2 separate regions of the Gossypium hirsutum genome follow, and region 1 is linked to region 2. A link is a contact called in public Hi-C data. All regions are on one chromosome and are shown on one strand. Each heading gives the region's core, a stretch centred on a gene start, on an enhancer-like site or on the middle of the called end of the contact. The rest is flanking DNA. Distances are from core to core; before and after follow the strand shown. Region 1 has its middle 43 kb from the start of LOC107954704. Region 2 has its middle 24 kb from the start of LOC121219069.

Evidence for each region. Hi-C and Micro-C count contacts between places; a contact is called where the count stands out from the background.
Region 1: a contact with region 2 is called in a Hi-C map of petal, with 2.5 times the contacts expected there. The contact joins two enhancer-like sites. A contact is called at or near these places in 3 of 34 Hi-C or Micro-C datasets (callus, leaf and petal).

What each region holds. Positions count from the first base shown.
Region 1 is chrD07:36,959,647-36,964,275 of Gossypium_hirsutum_v2.1, forward strand. No RefSeq gene overlaps it. Among protein-coding and RNA genes, the nearest start is that of LOC107954704, 43 kb to the right of the region's middle. Within about 2 kb of position 2,580, at least 9 of the 9 cell types and tissues checked have an H3K27ac peak or open chromatin away from gene starts, as enhancers often do. A contact at or near this core is called in leaf, where this site is marked.
Region 2 is chrD07:36,645,453-36,650,003 of Gossypium_hirsutum_v2.1, forward strand. No RefSeq gene overlaps it. Among protein-coding and RNA genes, the nearest start is that of LOC121219069, 24 kb to the left of the region's middle. Within about 2 kb of position 1,914, at least 3 of the 9 cell types and tissues checked have an H3K27ac peak or open chromatin away from gene starts, as enhancers often do. A contact at or near this core is called in leaf, where this site is marked.

The DNA.
Region 1 (4,629 bases), core at 1,330-3,829, 310 kb after region 2:
ATTTTATTAATACAGAGATATTAATAAATGAATGTTTTATTTTCAGTTTGAAAATGGTACCGGCTCCCTTATTGAACATACTCACTGAAAACAAACTGAACATAAATAACTATAAGAATGGTAAAGACTAATATTTCATCTATCAAGTCTAATTGGGGAGATGCATTGTCTTAAGCATCGGAGCGGATGACTCCCAGAAGATAGATACGTAGATGTGACTGACTAGACAGACAGTACATTAGATAGGACAAAAGAAGAATAGATACTTAATCCGTTTATGGATTTATTCTTTTGTGATATTCATAGTGTGACATACCTAAATCCTGAGTAGATGACAGACTACGTATGCGTGACTCGTACACTTTGATGTAAGTAAAAGACTGAGTTCAAATAAATAAGGAACTGAAAGTTGGTGTGTTTGGTGTACAACTTCTGTAGTATGTATCGTCATTCACAATAGTGAAATTCATAGACCGAAACATGGGATAATATCCTCTTATTGGAATTACATGGTTGATGAAAAGTAAATATGGCCACGGGTCATCTGTCTTTGTGATGGATTACTTGATCACTATTTGATAGTGATTGACTTTTTATGAAAAAAGATGTAATGGTTACCATGAGAAAAAGTAGGATCATATTGGGAGAATAGATACTATCCCAAAGAGATCAAGGATATCCTATGAGGGTAACACACTAATGACAAGGTCATTGGATGAGCACTGAGTAGTTGTTTTCGTAATGGTTAGTCATTGAGGAGAGCTTAGTGACGATACTATAGTGAAATGACTTCATGACTGAATGAGTTTATCAGGCCTAGACAATATATTGTGACAATAAAGTTGCCATGCTGGGATGGTACAGTTAGTCTAATAGGGAAAAAGCTAGAACTTAATTATAAATCATTTGAGCCTCAACCACATATGTTCAATTAGTCTCTTTGTTAGCTCGTTAAAACCAGAAATGAATTGCGTGTTTGAATAGAAATGAATGAAATGAATAGAAAAGAGAATTGGGAAACATTCAGGAAGGATTATGATTTTCTCTAAAATAGAATGAAATTTGAAAATGAATGTAGGTTTCCAAAAATTGAAATTTTAATGAAAATGAAAATGAAAATGGAAATTTGCAATCCTATATAGGATTACTTAAAAAATGATGGAAGAATGAGTTTATGTTTTTGGATTGTTTTGAAGCCTGAAAATGCAAATAAATCATTTGGTCATAGTGAACATGTTGAGTTGTGACATATTGAATGAATTTTGTCAAAATTTTAGCAGGGGCAAAATTGTCAAAATTTTATCGGGGGTAAAATTGTTAAAATTTACTGGTAAAAAATTAAGGTGAGAAAATTATTTAATATGTATATATTAAATTTTATTTTGGAAAATAGAAAAACTAAATCGGATTGGATTATATTACAGAGTACTAGGTCAAAATGGCCTAAGAAGTACTCACAATTGGACTCAAAGTGAGAGAGGCCCAAAACCCCTCATATAAAATGAATGAGGCAACAACCTTAGTAGAAATACAAGGGTGAGTCATTCACCCTTCTCCTATTCTAAGTAGGATGTTGTTTCCTATTTAAACAAACATCTACAACTCTACAAGGGTTCTATCTTCTCTTCCTATAAATACATGACACTGGTAGAGCTATTAACACAACTTTTAAGAGATTGTTATTCTATTGAAAAATTAAGAGAAATTATTCTAAACTTATAAATATATTTTCCAGAATAATAATTTTTCTGGTTTCTATTAAAGAAGAGAAAATTTTTGTTTTCACACCATAAGTAAATTTTTTTCTAGTTTTGTGTTTTGATTCAATTGGTTTGAGCACACACTCGAAGCAAGTCGTGGTATGAGAACAGTAGAGACGATCATTTGGTTGAAAACCAGAAAACATCAAGGATTCATTTATCCGAAAATACATGTATGAATTTAGTTAATGTTTATTAATATAAATATCATAAACTAGGTCAATTTGTAAAATTTTAATTTTCCACTGAACAAGAAAATCATTTTCAAACTAGATTTTTTCCAACACGATTAGCATACATTGCGTCAAAGTCATGGAACTTGGTCTATTTGAGCGTGTACTACTTCTAGCAGATACTTAATGAATGCTTTGCTCTAGCCAACATTCCCACTTTCCCAATTATTGTTGGGTTTAGGAAGAAACCCTTTCCCCTTTTACAAGTGTCACCCTTAGAGTTTCAGAATTTGAATCATCTGATTTATTTCAACCAAACTTCCTTTATAGGTTTGGATATTTAAACTAAGGCGTGAAGTTAAGAGGTGAGTTGCTTGAAATTCTCCCTCTCTTCCTTGTCGATTAAGTTACTCTATGTTTTCCTCTCACTTGTACTTCTCCGTTTCCCACATCTGTGTTCACTTTTCTTCTTTCCTTGACCGCCTCTCGTAAGTTTTTCAGGTAATTTCTCGAGGCTTTCCCTTTTTTCTTCCTTTCTTTTTGTTATCCCCAAAATGCTTAGGATCAAACTTAGTCATCGCGAGGGGGTCAACCATCGCAGCAGTGGTAGTAAGAAAGGACGTGGTGGTAACAATGAAGGCGATGGGGTTGGGCCCAGTGCTTGTGGGATACATACTTCGTGGAAACTGCCCCTTTTCATTATACCACATCACAGGGGAAATGGTTCGCTACTTGAGCGTCTGAGGAATTCAACTTCCTAATTTCTCTTATAACTGAAGCCTTTTTCAAGGCGAGTGTTGACTGAGCGACACCTCCGACAACATCCTTCTTCTGCTTTATCTGTTTGAGGCAAGGTTTCATCTCCCCATTAATTCTTTCTTTTGCTCTATTCTTAATGAGTATGGGTTCACACTTTGGCAACTCACTGGCTTTTCTTGATGGACCCTAGTTGCCTATTTCATCGATTGTAGCCTAAGAGGTGAACCACCCCTTCTTGGCATTTTCTAGTGATTATACCAGTTAAAGGTAACTTTTTGGGGAGCGTCGGTTGGGTTGGACCATTTTAATGCTCGTCAAGGGTACGTGCCCATAATAAAAAACTGGGCTTCCAACCTTCACCTTAACAAAAAAAATTCATTCGGGTGAGGTGTAGGCTAAAGGGTGGGTTTGGGTTCTTAACCCACTGGTATATTCCTCTAGAGAATGTCTGTACTTGCATGCAACAGTTGGATAATGAGGCTGTGGAGGATTAGTTCAAACACTTGAAATTGGGCCATTCTCTCATGCTGGAGAATCTTATTACAACTAGAAACGTTTTTTGTTTCTACTTAGATAATCACAACCCCAATGGTTACAAGCCTTCAATAAATACTCTTGAGGCCATTTCTTGGGTCGCACGCCCTTTAGATACAATGTGGCCCTACAAGGCTTCCAATGACTTAGCCACTATTTTGTTCGAGAGGAAGGAGGAACCTTCAAACTTATTTTATTCTTATTGAAGGCTACGTGCATGCCCCTGGTCCATCCCTTTTGCAAGGGTTGCAGGCGAGTCCCTTAGATAAAAATTTTGTTCCTCGTATGGCTGATCTTGAATTTTCTTTTGCAGGTTCTACTCAATCGTTCACTCCTTCTCGGACTTCCAACAACATAAATGTAGACGGCGTCATAGATAGGGCTCTAAAGGCCATTGATGATTTTGACACAAGGGTGCAAGTGGGTGTTAGCAGCCGTAAAAGGTCGAGGATTGATGTGTAGTACCTCAAACCCGATCGTAATAGACTAACCCGAATCTAGAATGCCACATTATCCACGTGCATGACTCTCATTACCAGTCAACCAGCACACCACATATCCAACCATCACACCTAACAAACATGCTTTAAACACTTAATCCTGAACATGCAAGCCTAAATTATGCATCGCCTATCACAATTTAGCAATTTAAAAACAAGAGTAAAATCGTGCCTTTAAACATCACTAGCCAAAAAAAAACACGTAAATCATAAAATTAATAACAGGTGATTGGAACATTCCATTTTAAACCATTAGTGAAAATTATAGTTTAAAAACGACATTTAAAACTTATTTAATCGCATAACCAAGTTTAATGACGATAACATAAAATTTCACAAAATATATAGATAATTTAAGAAATTGAAGCTACCATACTAAAATTCAAAGAATAAACCTAAGTCATAAAAATTTTCAAAGCATTTCATGTAGTTTAAGGACTCTAATTGCATTACCTTATAGTTACATTCACACAACACATATAATAATAGACCGACTAATCCACAATAACATAGGAAAACAATTCGATAAAGTTCACACCATGCTTAGCCTAATAGTTTTACTCTGCATGGAGTTGGATGACACACAAGGCGGAAAGTTAAAAATGTGAGAAATCCTAACGGACAGACACTACGCCAACTGCCTTGTTTACTGACACATGATGAACACTCTATTGGCATACTCTTATGTGGCGTACACTCCTATGGCATGTTGCTCCGCAAAAAAATTTGGCAGAAAAACATGTAAACAACATCTGGCGAACTATCTTCTGAACAATCCGACTGCGGGGAATTTTCTTATCTAACTCAACCTTAGCACCTTTGACTGTTTATCAACCTATCAACAACTATAACACGCCAAAACTGTTTTAACACATTTGAAACCATTATTCATGCATCACCAAG
Region 2 (4,551 bases), core at 664-3,163:
CTTTTTTGTTTTTCAAGAACTAAAACCGAACTTATTAAGATTGTTTTCTTATGGCGTTCAAAATTATCTCGACCTTATCACATCCATTTTCACCTATTTTTGAAGTGTGGCGATCACCTTTATACTGTTGGTTCCTATCTTGTTTATAGATAGTGGGTCACGGTTCTTCTTTGTTTTCCAAACTTTTAAGACTTAAACAACTTTATAGAAACTAGGTCTAGTTGATCTATAACTTAGCTTCGTTTCTAAGATTGTTTTTGTATTAATAAGTTATATCCAAACTCTTTTGTTTATTTTCTTTCATATTTATCATGTTTCCAGAGCTTACCTGTTTAGAAATGATCGGCCAAATTAAATCATGATTCGTAATTTCAATGCGTATGAAGGTTCATGTCAAAATGACATATTAGTTTTTCAATCAATTTGCTCAGTTCTAATTAGACTAAGGATTTGTTTAGATTATCTACTAATGTAAGTAGTCTTTCCGCATTACGATCTAACCATGTAATGCTATTTAATATTAGTCTAAACGTTGGATAATCAATGAGTCGATATTTGCTTTCACTTTGCTTTGAGTGAAAAACTGTTGATGATAATATACAAAAGATGTTAATGATACTGATGGATTTTATTAAACCAATTTGTTCACAAAATTACAAGCACATATACAAAGTCACTACATTAAACACAATAGATCCCAACAGGAGTTGCCTTGATAAAGTCCTTGCTAAGGTCAAAACTCATCTGTCAAGATCCCATTCCATGCCAAATCCATGCAAATTTCGAAAGTGAACAACTAAGAAAAATTAATCATGGTGTTAATGTCTTCCATCAATTGTACATGATTTTATTGATATAATAACAAATTTAGCCTTCAATGTTTATATATTTTTCATTTTGGCCTTAATTATAAAAAATTCAACAAATTCAACCTCAACAATTTCACATTTACACAAATGTTGTAGGATAAATTCGTTAAATTTGGACAAAGTTGTCAGAATGTGTAAACTTTATAGGCTAATTTTTTTTATTATACCAATCAAAACAATGTACAATGGATGGAAAACATCAACACCATGATTAATTGTCCTTAGTTGCATAATTTCGAAATAAAAAGAGATTAAATTGCTCTGATATTTTTAGAAGAACCAATTTGCTCAAATTTGAAATTGAGAGAAAGAGAGGTCTTTTTATCATTTACTTTTGTGAAAAATGAAATATTCTAATTATTATGTTTATTTTTATCCATAACCATCTAAAATAATAGAATATAAAATATTATTTTTATAAGATTAAAATTATGGAATAAGCAATTTTCAAATATTATATTTTATTATTATAAAACAACATATTACATTCAAAAATTTGTTTTTATTAAACATAATTCAACGCTTATAAAATTATATATTACAAATTGTATACTTAATTTTTAATAATTAAATTAAAATGAATTCTATGCGCCTAAAATTTACAAAACTCGAACAAATTTTAAGTGAAAAACTTCACCAGACTTGATAATTAATTAAAATATTTTCAACAAAATCAAGTTTGATTATTATGTCACAATTTTCAGCCATAACTATATTTTCTTAACTATCTATTTCACCCCCAAAAAAATACTATTTATTATGATAAGTTATTTCAAATTATTTGAGTTATATAATTCAATCCCGAATGAAACTATTTATTCAAATCAATTAAAAATTCTAATTATTTAATTTTAAAATGAAAATTCTAACCGAATCAAATTTAATAATAATATTTACATTCGGCGGCTTTCAAAGCTCCAAAATTCATCTTCCCAAAGGCTTAATTCAAAAACAAGTGCCGTGTATGTTGGTTAAGGGATGAATGATTACTATTGCATTCAGATATGGATAACAGCCGTTTAATATGAAGTGTATTTTCAAATTCAACACATACGTTAGGGGAGATGAGTGGTTTTAAAGAAAGAATGATAGCACGCCTATATTGGCGAATGGGAATGGACAAAATATCCTTGCGAGTCTTTTGGAACATTAAAGATGGTGTTGGGAAGAAGTAAATTTCAAGTTTTGTGGGTGGTGGGACCTTATATTTGTATGCATGCATATGCCACAAGTTTCTTGTGATCTATATAAATAATGTACAGCTCCATCTTAAATTTCAAGGAATGCCTAACTGCTTTTGACAGACAAAATCCATCTTCTTGGTGGCTTCAATTAATCCAATCAATCATACCTTTGTTAAACATGTGACCATGAATATTCTAGGACTGGCTGCACCCAACTCATTTACTGCTTTTGTTTTCTACTTTAAATTGATTCATAGAGGAAGCATAAAATTAAACGATTGAAGATGATACTATATATAAATTATGCTATACATAAATAAAATTATCTTTAAAAATTGGTGTAGAAGTACATGCCAACATCTTTTTGAAGTGAACTTAGTAAGACTTTTTGACGAAGTTTCAAAGAAAGACTTGTGGGCATGGGTTAATATCATTGGTGGACAAAATTTAACTTATGTACCCAAAATGGCTTGAAATGACCGCGGAGATTGGCTTTAACGTCCAAGCAAATGTAACCAAAAGACTAGGGTACCATGCAATAGTATTTGTAGCACTTATTGGCTGCTGAAACTAAACTCTTTTTCTTTTTCTCTTTTCAAAAAAAAAAAAAGTTTGCAAGAAAAGAGTGTTGCATATTATCCTTTTAGGTGACTTTTGGTTCAAGTATTCTCACTTAGATTTCAAAGATTAGTTTGAGTAAATAGTTTTTAGTGTAAGATTTCGAAATATAAGAAACAATTTCAATACCATATCTTTTTTAAATGATCTTATATTCTTATGGTAATATGGGATTGTTGACAATTTTAACACTCTTTAATGATTTAGATTCATTTTACTTAACTAAAACAAAATAATAATAATTAATGAATTAACATTTCTGGTTCTTTGATATATTCTTCAAAAAAATTTAATATTTTGTCCATTTCATTTTGCTCAAAGCGTTAAATTTATAATAAATTTACTAATTTTTATAGTTTTGATCAATTTTACCTTTAAACTATAACAAATAATATGTTCTAATATTTTTTTCATTTTCCCCTCACTTTGATAAAAAGAAAAGTCATAGCTATTTATTGTTATTCCCCATTTTCAGTTTCTTTGATTTGAAAATGATATATGAAATTATTTTACTAGAAAAATACTTCATTTGTTAGCATAATAAAACACTATAACCTTAAACTATTGTATAGTAAAGAATAAAAAAAAAGTAAAAACAAATTCTATGAGGACAATTTAGTAAGACATGTTTTCTGTTAATTAATCAAAAAATATCTCCCATTCTAATAAAATGAATAAAATAAAGTAATGTAATATATGTAGGGGTGAGCGTTTGAACGAACCGAATTGAATTGAATGAAAAAAATTCGATTTAATCAAGTTGACAAATCATATGTTATCATGCTAACTCAATTTGAAATTTTCTCGAATCGAGTCGAGTGAGATGAAATTTGAATCAAATTGAATCAAATTGAATCGAATATATTTGTTCGAGTTAAATTAAAAAAATATTTTAGGTCATTGTAATCACTGTCACCCACTATAATCAAATTTGTTACTAACTTTCATCCCCTTATAATTTGTTTATTAATCTTTTATATACGGATTAACTTCTTTGATTGCTTAGTTGCTTCAATTATCTTCTGATTCTTGTCAATATGTATTTTGAAATTAAAAATAGAGAGTAAATGAAAAAAAATTGATTTTTTTATAAAAATCATCTTAAAGATAAAATGTGAAATTGATACCAACATAAAATTTTAATACAAATATTTTATGGCATCATCAATAATTCAATTTTAGCAAAAAATTATAAAGATTCAATATGATAAAACAATTTAATAATATAAATAGTACAAAATGTGAAATTTGATTTAATAATATAAATAGTAGATATAAATAAAATTATTATTATTTAGGTTTAGGATTTTTTTTGGATGATTTTAATTTTTTATTTGAGGGTAAAGGGTGAGAAGTAAAAGTTTAGGGGAGAAATAAAAAGTTTTGGAGGTTGAGGGAATAAAATAATTTTGGGAGGGAAATATTCAAAAAAGGGGGGGGGGAATGGGTTTGGGTTAAAGTTGGGAGGAGAGCAAAAGTTATGGGGGGAAAGTGGGAGGGAGTAAAAGTTTTGGGAGGAAAGTGAAGAGGTTTAGGAGTTTGGGATAATAATGTAAATTATTATAGTTTGTTATTCGATTTATTCGAATTATTTGAGTTATTCGAATTCGAAATTCGAACAAAAAATTCAAGTTGACTCGAATAACTTGACTCGTTTAACTCGAAATTCAAAATCTTTTTCGATTTTTTCGAGTCGAATCGAGTTTTACTCACCACATATATATGTGCTAAATAATTTTATACTCAAATCACCAAACCCCCTTAAAGTTTAACTCGTAATATATGAACTGTGAAAGCAAGAATAAAACTCTTTTTATTAATAATAATAATAATTTCATTAAGACTTGCGTTAACATGTTCTTAAGATTGTAGATTTAAGA